Regions from separate parts of the Mus musculus genome. Here region 1 is linked to region 2. Evidence: chromatin contacts called from public capture Hi-C data. All regions are on one chromosome and are shown on one strand. Each heading gives the region's core, a stretch centred on a gene start, on an enhancer-like site or on the middle of the called end of the contact. The rest is flanking DNA. Distances are from core to core; before and after follow the strand shown.

Region 1 (4,735 bases), core at 755-3,254, 1.3 Mb after region 2:
GAGCTGATTGAGGGGTTAGAGTGAACAGGAGAGGAAACACAGAGAAGGAAGTAGGTAAATAAGTAAACGAGACTCTGTAGCACACCACCCAAATCGCAACTACAGTTTATTCTTAAGACAAGGTCTCCCAGGCTGGCAAGATGGGCCAGTAAAGGTGCTTCTGAGCAAGCCTGCCTACCTGAGTTGGGTACTTGGGACCCACATGACGAAGAAACAAAAACAACTTTTGAAGGCTGACCTCTGCATGCATATATACTAAATCAATAAATGTAATAATTATTTATAATTTAGCCATTTATTTATTTTGGTTTTTCAAGACAAGGTTTCTATATGTACGCCGGGTTTTCTGAAACCCACTGGGTAGACCACTCTGAGATCTACTTGCTTCTGCCTCCCGAGTCAGCACTCGGGATTAAAGGCATGTGGCACCACCACTCTGCTGACAAATGTCATTTTAAAAAGGAATGTTTGGGCTGTTTGTACGCATATTACCACATGCATGCAGTATCCGCAGAAGCCAGAAGAGAGCGCTGCTGGATTCCCGGGACTGGAGTTAACAGATGGCTGCTAGGAATGGAATCCAGGTCCTCTGGAAGAGCCAGTCAGTGCTCTTAAACATCAAGCCATCTCTCCACACCACGCAAAAGCAATTTATTAAAGATAAGTCCCAAGGAATCCTCTTACCCTCACCTCCCCAAAGCAGGGATCCAGCTTTTTACAGGTGCTGAGGACTCTAACTCAGGTTCTCACTCCAGCACATCAAATAATTCATTAAAGTGATCGTTCCTGGTCCTGAAATTAATTTAAAGCTCTATTAAAAAAAAAAAAAATCACTGCCTTCAGCAGCCATTTTTCTTTACAATGATGAAATCATAACGGGGTGAGGATGGAGCAGAACACCGGGAGAGGTGAGGCTGCGAAAAATAAAAACCAAAAGAGAAGCCACACTGGGAAGTCCAACTGTGACGATTTTGTAGGAAGATACAATCCGACTCGCCAACACAGCGCATGCACAATACTGGGGATTCAATATTGGCTTGCTGAAAAGCTAGGCAAGTGTTCTACCGCTGAGGACTTTTTTGCATTTTGAGAGTTAGGAGGTGAATGTATCCATACGTTGCCATGTTGACCTTTGAACTTGTGACCTGCCTGCTTCCATTTTCCAATCAGCTGGGTTCCAGAGCTGTACCACTTTCTGCTCTCATTGAGCACTCTCTCCCCAGTCTCTAAACTCAGTGCGTTCTTCTCCTCCTTCTTTCCCCCTGTTCCCAGCAGGAGCAGCAAGGGTGCGCAAAATAACAGGCTGAATTGAATGATTCAGTACAGGAAGAAATGAAACCGTTGACAGCAACACCGGACAGAGAAGCAAAATTGGGGGTTTCCTGAGGGTGCTGATCGGTTACAGGGCAGCTCGGCCAGCAGGTGGGGCTTTCCAACTTTCAGCATTGAGAATTCTCACATAACTAAGCGGCCAAGATCGATGTCCTCAGGTCAATCCCGGGATTCACAAGGCGGAGGAAAGAGCCAACTCCCACACATACAATAAATCAAGGGATAAAAGACAACTTTGCCTTCCAAACAAGGTGTCTTCTGGCTAGGAAGGCTGCGCAAGCGCAGAAGCAGACCATGTTGTGCCCCCAGGACCGTCCTGGCTACAGGTTAAACGGACTGGAACTGCAGTAGAGTGCAGCACTGGTCCAGCAGCGAGGCAGCCACCAGAACACGGTGGGAGTTCCAGAGTCTTCCAGAAGCAGCCTCCGGACTCAGGCGGGTGGAATCATCACCACCACGCACCACCCCCCCCTTAGCCTTTTCAGGAAAGCACATTTTGCACCTGCAAGGCCTCCAGCAGCGATTCCTGAGCCTCAGGTTAAGGAGCTTCACAGCTGCCTGTGTTGATTCACCTCCCAAGGCAGGGGAAAACTTGGAATGCACCCCTCGGATCTGAGGCCTAAGGCCTACACCCTCATCTTCAGGGCATTTTTGGAAGAACCCAAGTGAATCCCCACACTCTCTAAGCGCCAAGAAGGAACCGAAAACTAGTCTGCTGCCATTCTCCACTGGAGGAATGGAAACCACAACTTGCAACATGCTAAAGGTAAAAAAAAAAATTTCTTTTAGGATGAAAACCAATCCTAAACCCCAGTTTAGAATAAGTACAAATAAAAGTACCCTTCAATTCAAAGACCCTGTCCTCACACAGTTAGGAAGGGGAGGGAGTGAAACGTTTAAGTCTCCATTCTGTTGTTAATTCTCTACCTAAATCAATCACCATGTTTAAAAAAGAAAGAAAAAAATAAGGCTGGGCGAGGCCAGCCTGGTCTACAGAGTTCTAAAACAGCAAGGGCTGAACAAAGAAACCCAGTCTCAAAAACCCAAAAAAGTGTAAACTAGCCAGGCAGGAGTGATGGTGTTATCCGTCTTTAATCCCAGTACTTGGGATTAAAAGTGGCTCTCTCTGTGATTGAGGCTAGCCTGGTCTACAGAGCTAATCCCCAGACTGCCAGGGGCTACAAAGAAACCCTGTCTTAGAAAAAAACAAAACCCAACTCTGGAGTCACTTTATGTTTCTATTGATTATAGCTAGGATAATTCAGCCAACAATATAAACTACAGAACTGATATTAATCTATAATGATATACCTGAATAAATGCGGAGACATGCCACATCCTTCTTACTGATTATAATTAGTAAATGAAGGAATTGAGGTAGTGAATTAACATTTGACCAAATCCACAGTAGTATTTGCTGCAGTCAGTAGCAATCCACAGACGCAGAGATTAGGGTCAGAGAGAATAGCCTCCATTACCTTCCTTCCTGCAAGTGACTACGAAGGGGAAACTGTACGGAGGTCGGGCAGACATCACTCTACCTGGTTTGTCACTGTAGTATCAACAGCATCATATAATGGATACAGTACACTGAAAGACAATGAACTGTGAGTCTCCTGTCAAAAAAAAAAAAAAAAAAAAAAAAAACCTCAAACTAATATCAGTGCTATTGGGTGAGTAAACACAACCTATAGGACATTCTGTGGCTGGCTAGCACTCTTAAAAGTGTCAATCTGAGAAATAATATGTAAAGCCAGGAGTGGTGCCAATCTGTGTACTACTCCCAGCTACTGGGGAAGCCATGACAGGATTACAAATTCAATGCCAGGCTGCAGTTTCAGCCAAACCACCTCAAATAAAGGTCAGAGACATAAGTCTGTGGAGGGATACTTTACACACGTAAGGTCCAAGTTCAACCCCCAACACTGTGGAGAAAGCTAGGACTAAAGAACTAAATGTTCCAAAATAGAGGGGCAGCAGGATGCACTGTGGGATTCTAGATAGTATGCCGAACCAGAAAAAAGACAACAGGCACAATTTAAGTCTGTAGATTAGCTGTAGTGCTTTATGGATATTTACTGGTTTGGGTAACTTTATTATGTTTATGCAGAATGTTAACATTTTAAAGGGAAGCTGAGTGAATAGAAGAAAGTTCTATTATTTTTGGAAAAGTAAGTTTTAAAAATAGGACATGCTGGGAGTAGAAAGCAATCAAATATAACTAAAAATAAAGTGAATAGACTCGAGAGATTCATGCATTTTGTTAATATTCAGAATTTGATAGCCTCTGAACTCTTGACACCAATGTAAGATTGTTTCCCCTCATTTCAACACCGGAAAGTAAGCACTGCAATGCAGTTATGACACTCGCCGTGACACTAGTCAGCAGGAGAAAGGATTTTGCTGCTGCCTGAGGTCAGCCCTGAACTAGCTTTTAGACTACTGTCACCCGACAGGAAGCACCATCACCTGCTCCCCAGGGTCTCACGTGGCCCAGGCTGGCCCAACTCACTACAGAACCAAGACCAACTTCCTACTCTCACTGCCCCAGTCCTGGGTGTACAGGTGTTGCTGCCATGCTGTTTTATGTGGTGTTAGGGATCAAGTGCAGGGTTCTGTGCACACTAGACTAGTGCTGTACCAATTGGGCTACATCTCCATCCTGAGTCTAACATTTAAAAAAAAAAAAAAAAAAAAAAAAAAGCCAACAGAGTTTTTGTAATTTTTTCTAACAGACCAAATCCAAGATTCTTAATGCTTCCAACATCCGGCAATCTTGAACCTCTCAAGATTCCAGAGGTTACGGCTCCTGCTCCTATTGGTCTGTTCCCAAAGCCATGAGACAATTGCTGTGTGATCTGGAGACCGGGAAGAAACAGCTTAAGTCACTATGGTGCTAACATTTTAAATTGAAAAAAAATAAAAAATTTTTTTTTTCAATAATCTCATGTCCAACCTAAATAAAGTATGAAAAAACACAGGTAAACCTGCTTTTCTCTGGATATTTTTCCACTTAAAGGCAAATTACTAAACCAAGTGACCTGTGAGAATCCTGTTAAACCTGGAGAGATGGCTCTGTGGATGAATGCATTGGCTTTCTTCCAAAGGACCAGCGTTCAATTCCCAGAACCCACATGGCAGCTCATAACTGCCAAGCTCATAACTCAAGTTCCACAAATATACATGCAGGCCAAACACCGATGCACATACATTTTTTTTAATTAAATGTAAAAAATTTGTATATTCCAACTAACAAAAACACTGAGAACTCCAATATTGAAGATATATTTTATAATAAAAAGTTTGGCAGAGGTGGCTGGAGAGTGGCTCAGCGGTCAGGAGCACTGACTGCTCTTCCAGAGATTCTGAGTTCAATTCCCCGAAACCACAAGGTGGCTCACAG
Region 2 (4,260 bases), core at 495-2,994:
GTCACTAACAGGGGACTTGGGGGTGGGGTGGGGAGGAGCTTACTGTGTGATTGGATGACTTCCAATCCTGTTTATAAGAGGGATGACTCCATTTCCTCCGTGAGGGCTTACACTGTCTTTCTCTTGTGGCATCTGCTATGACTGAGCACCTTTCCAGGGACATTTCCTTCTTCTAAGAACTCTTCTCTGAGCACCCCCACCTCCGGCTGCCCCAGTGTCCCTGAGCTTCCCTAGGGTCCCTAGATCCTGCATGCTGCATCTCTATATTCTCGGCCTTACAGGCTGGAGCAGCAGTTGGCTTGACCCAAGTTATCTTTGATAAGAGCCGAGCCCTGGCACACAACAGGTGTCAGCGGATCGCTAATGGCTTCAATTTTTATAAACCGTTAACGCATAAGTCACCCATACAGACATACAGATAGCCCACTCCCAAATTATGTCCAACTCTCACCAAGTAACTGTCCCCTGAGATCTCCTGACAGCCACTGCCCTGCTTGGTGACTGTCCTGACTGCCCTGGAGCTCCCCAGGGCAGTGTCTTCACGGCCTCACACTCCTGAGCTTCACCCCTAGGCCCTGCACCCCAGGCTCCACTTTGCTGTGGAGTGGGAGCAGTGGGAGCCTCCCCTGCTTCCCAGAGAGGAAAGATGGTGCTTGGGTGGCTTCAGGTCTGGGCCTCTGGCTGCAGCTTCTGGTAGCTTGTGCTTCTTGTTCATACACATGCGCTCCATGGGGATCAGCCCACCTTTCTGGGCCATCATTCTTTGCGGTAGATAGATGTCTCCTCATTTTCTTCTCACAGTGATACTCTGAGGTGGGAAGATTCTGATCTTTCTTCTATATTGGGGAAACTGAGGCACAGAGCTGTTTAGGTAGACTGATGCGGGCCACGCAGGGCTCTTGCGGGTATACTGGGGTTCTCTCTTTTCTCTTTTCCTTTCCTGTTTTTCTTCATTTCTCTGCTTTGTCCCTCCTTCCCCTTCTCCCTCCCTCCTTTCCCTCCCTCCCTCCTTCTACCCCACCTCCCTCCCTCCCTCCCTCCTTTTTTCCCTTTTTTTCTGTTCTTATCATGTAGCATAGGCTGGCCTTGGATTCTCTATGTTCCCAAGGATCCTCCTGCTTACCCCCCCCCCCCAGGTGCTGGGATTCCAAGTGTGCACTGTGACATCGGGGCCTCTGAGCCCCCACAGAGTCCAGGCAGTGGGGAGGGATGGTTAATTATGTTGAGGTGGGGTGGGGAGGGACCAGCAGCTGGGGAAAAGCCAGCTCAGATGACTCTGGCACAGGGAGGGAGCCAGCTGGGTGCAGTGGAGCGTGCAGGCAGGATGAGGGTGTTGTGGTGGCATATAGAGGCTGGGGGTATGCTGAGGAGATAGTGCTCTGGGGGAGTGACCCCACCCAGTCACCCCGATAAACTGTGACAGGAAGCGGGGGTGGGGTGGGGGGAAGCTTCCTCTGGCGGATGGCATTTCTGTCTCTCTCTGTGACCTCCCAGATGAGTTGACCTGGGTCCCCAGCGTGGCCAGCTGGTCACAGGGAGGGATTAATAGCTTCCATAAAGGCCTAGAGTTTTGCAAATTCTCGAGGTCCCAGGTCACCCAGTGGGACACAGGGCAGGGCTGATCTGCCCTTTGGGTCAATGATGGAAGGGTGTGGGTGACACCGAGGACCCGCTGTTGGTGAGGACAGGCCCGGGCATGACTCTCAAGCTCATCTTGACGGGTTGCTAAGAAATGCCCCGTTTCCTTTTTCTCCTTTTGATGAGTAGCTTGTAGGGTGGGATTAAATTGCTGAGGCAGAATCAGGAAGTGCCAGGGTTGCAATTGTACAAGGGGCTTAGAACATGGCTTTGCCTGTAATGGGGGCTCCTGGGAGAGCCCCAGAAAATGGGTTTACAGCCAGAAAAGGAGGATGGCTTTAAGCAGTTGTTCTCAATTGTTTAGAAATAACTTTTTTTTTTTTTACTAGTTTGTGTGTGTGTGTGTGTGTGTGTATGGGGGTGTTTCATCTATGTGTGTGTCTGTGCAACTGCAGAGGTCAGAAGAGGGTACTGGGTCCCCTGGAACTGGAGTGATATATGCAGTTGTGAGCATCCATGAGGATGCTGGGAATTGGGCTCTGAATCTCTCCAGCCCCACTGTTTGGGAACTTTTGGTGCTTATTTGGTGAGAAGCTCCAAGAAGACTCTGAAGCAAGGGACTCCTGTCCTTCTCAGGACCCCATACTTCCCCCTTCCTCTCCTGCCTTTGCACCCAGAGCGGGGCCAGCGACTCGGCCCTCTGTGATCACCCTCATGGGATCACCATTGCATCTGAACGTCATCGTTGTCACCCGATGTTCCCACATGTGCCGTCAGTGTCTGTCAACACAGAGACCACAGCTGTTACTTCCTGCCTCCCAGCATGCCACTGGTGTTTCCTCCAATCACCCGCCACTGTCCCTGTCACCTATGCCAGGCCGACTTCAGGAAAATGGTGTGGTCCTTTTCCATCACCATGGCTGTCGCTGGCAGCCTGATACCTCCTCTTCACATCACTATGACTGTCCCCAGCCAGTCTCCCTCACACTCTTTCACATTTGTGCTCAGTCCTGCTCAAGCTGTACACCAGCCAGCTCTGTGTCCCGCGAGCCCTGGGACCCTGCAGGAACCTTGGAGGAGGTGTTCATCTTCATTCCAAAGCCCAGAGAGGTCAACGGTTAACTCAGGGTGCAGAGCTCACAGCCACAAAATGTCGGCCATATGGAGAGAGGATGCTGGGGTGGGGACAGTAGGCTCAACAGCATCTGTTTCTACTGTAGAGAGGATAGCACAGTCCCAGGGACACTGCTGGCCGCACACCTGCAGCCTGGGAGAGTCTCAGGACTGCAGCCAGGTGGAGCCCAGCATCAGTGATGGGGGAGGCTAGGCCTGGAAATCCCCCTTTCTGTCCCTCTGTCCTTTCATGGCTGCCCTGAAAGAGCTGATTCTCTGGAGCTGGGATGCTTACTGAGGTATAGGGCCATGGCTGAGCAGGGCAGCCTTCTTCCTCTCTGTCCCCCTTGCTGGGTTCTAGACAGCCTCATTATGTCCTTTTTGCTGAGCTATGGGTAACTGTAGACCAGACTTGTGTTCAGGTCTCTGCACACAGTGGGGCCAGTAATCTCAGGAGTTGCCCTTCCTTCTCTTGGGGACACGAGGTGGTAGGCTCTGAGGATACCTCCTTCCTGCTGTGCTAACTCTTAGGTTGCCTTACTGTGTGTACTGGCTGGGTTTGTGTGTCAAGTTCACCCAGGTTGGAGTTATCACAAAGAAAGGAGCTTCAGTTGGGGAAGTGCCTCCATGAGATCCAGCTGTAAGGCATTTTCTCAATTAGTGATCAAGGTGGGAGGTCCCCTTGTGGGTGGGACCATCTCTGGGCTGGTAGTCTTGGTTCTATAAGAGAGCAGGCTGAGCAAGCCAGGGGAAGCAAGCCAGTAAGTAACATCCCTCCATGGCCTCTGCTTCTTGACCTGTTTGAGTTCCAGCCCTGACTTCCTTTGGTGATGAACAGCAGTATGGAAGTGTAAGCTGAATAAACCCTTTCCTCCCCAACTTGCTTCTTGGTCATGATGTTTTGTCCAGGAATAGAAACCCTGACTAAGACACTGTGTGACCTCGGGCTGGTACCTACACCCTCTGAGCTCCAGACTTCCATTTGGCAAATGAGGACAGGCTCACCCAACCCTTCAGCAACGTCTTGAATAGAGATCCAAGCTGCTTGGCAGAAACCTCCTCTCTGCTCCCTCGCTGTGGGGAAACACTTCGGGCCTAACAAACACTGCTCACTCCTACTACCTGGATCAGGGAGGGCCCTTGGCCGGCCCTCTTGAGGATTTTATAAGGGAGGATGCAGGAGCAGCCTCAGCAGGGCCAGGAGGCCAAAGACCCAGGGAGCAGGCACTTCCTGGGCCATTAGCCACTTGCTACAGTTGTTGCTGGTTTGTGAATGGCGGTGTCCCTCAGAGTACAGGGCCAGGGTGAGGAGTCTATGGGGTTAGGGATTATGAGGAGCCTTGGTCCCCAAAGTGGAGTACCAGTTAGGGTGACCCTCACTGGGTCACCCTCCTGGATGCAGTATTGGAATATTTGTTTATTCATTTTGAGTTAGGGCTTCATGTAGCCCAGGCTGGACACAAACTTACTATACATCTTAGAGTCAGTGACCTGCTTCTACCTCTCAGGAAGTGGGGTGACAATATCCTGTGCCATGCATAGTGTGTGGGGGGCTGGAGATCAAGCCAG

What was found. Capture Hi-C pulls out chosen DNA fragments and counts their contacts.
Region 1: a contact with region 2 is called in a capture Hi-C map of embryonic stem cells, with 3 times the contacts expected there. The contact joins two enhancer-like sites. A contact is called at or near these places in 4 of 39 promoter capture datasets (the 3T3-L1 cell line, the HPC-7 cell line, hippocampal neurons and 1 more), 1 of 115 datasets of contacts at active chromatin or transcription factors (large pre-B cells) and 1 of 9 other capture datasets (embryonic stem cells).

What each region holds. Positions count from the first base shown.
Region 1 is chr4:132,180,382-132,185,116 of GRCm38.p6, forward strand. Ythdf2 (YTH N6-methyladenosine RNA binding protein 2) reads right to left here. Exons shown (of 5, transcript NM_145393.4): 5 at 4,535-4,735. Among named protein-coding and RNA genes, the nearest start is that of Ythdf2, 30 kb to the right of the region's middle. Within about 2 kb of position 2,005, at least 25 of the 459 cell types and tissues checked have an H3K27ac peak or open chromatin away from gene starts, as enhancers often do. A contact at or near this core is called in embryonic stem cells, where this site is marked.
Region 2 is chr4:130,919,822-130,924,081 of GRCm38.p6, forward strand. All of the region lies in intron 1 of Laptm5 (lysosomal-associated protein transmembrane 5), which reads left to right. Among named protein-coding and RNA genes, the nearest start is that of Gm38599, 8.1 kb to the left of the region's middle. Within about 2 kb of position 1,745, at least 98 of the 459 cell types and tissues checked have an H3K27ac peak or open chromatin away from gene starts, as enhancers often do. A contact at or near this core is called in embryonic stem cells, where this site is marked.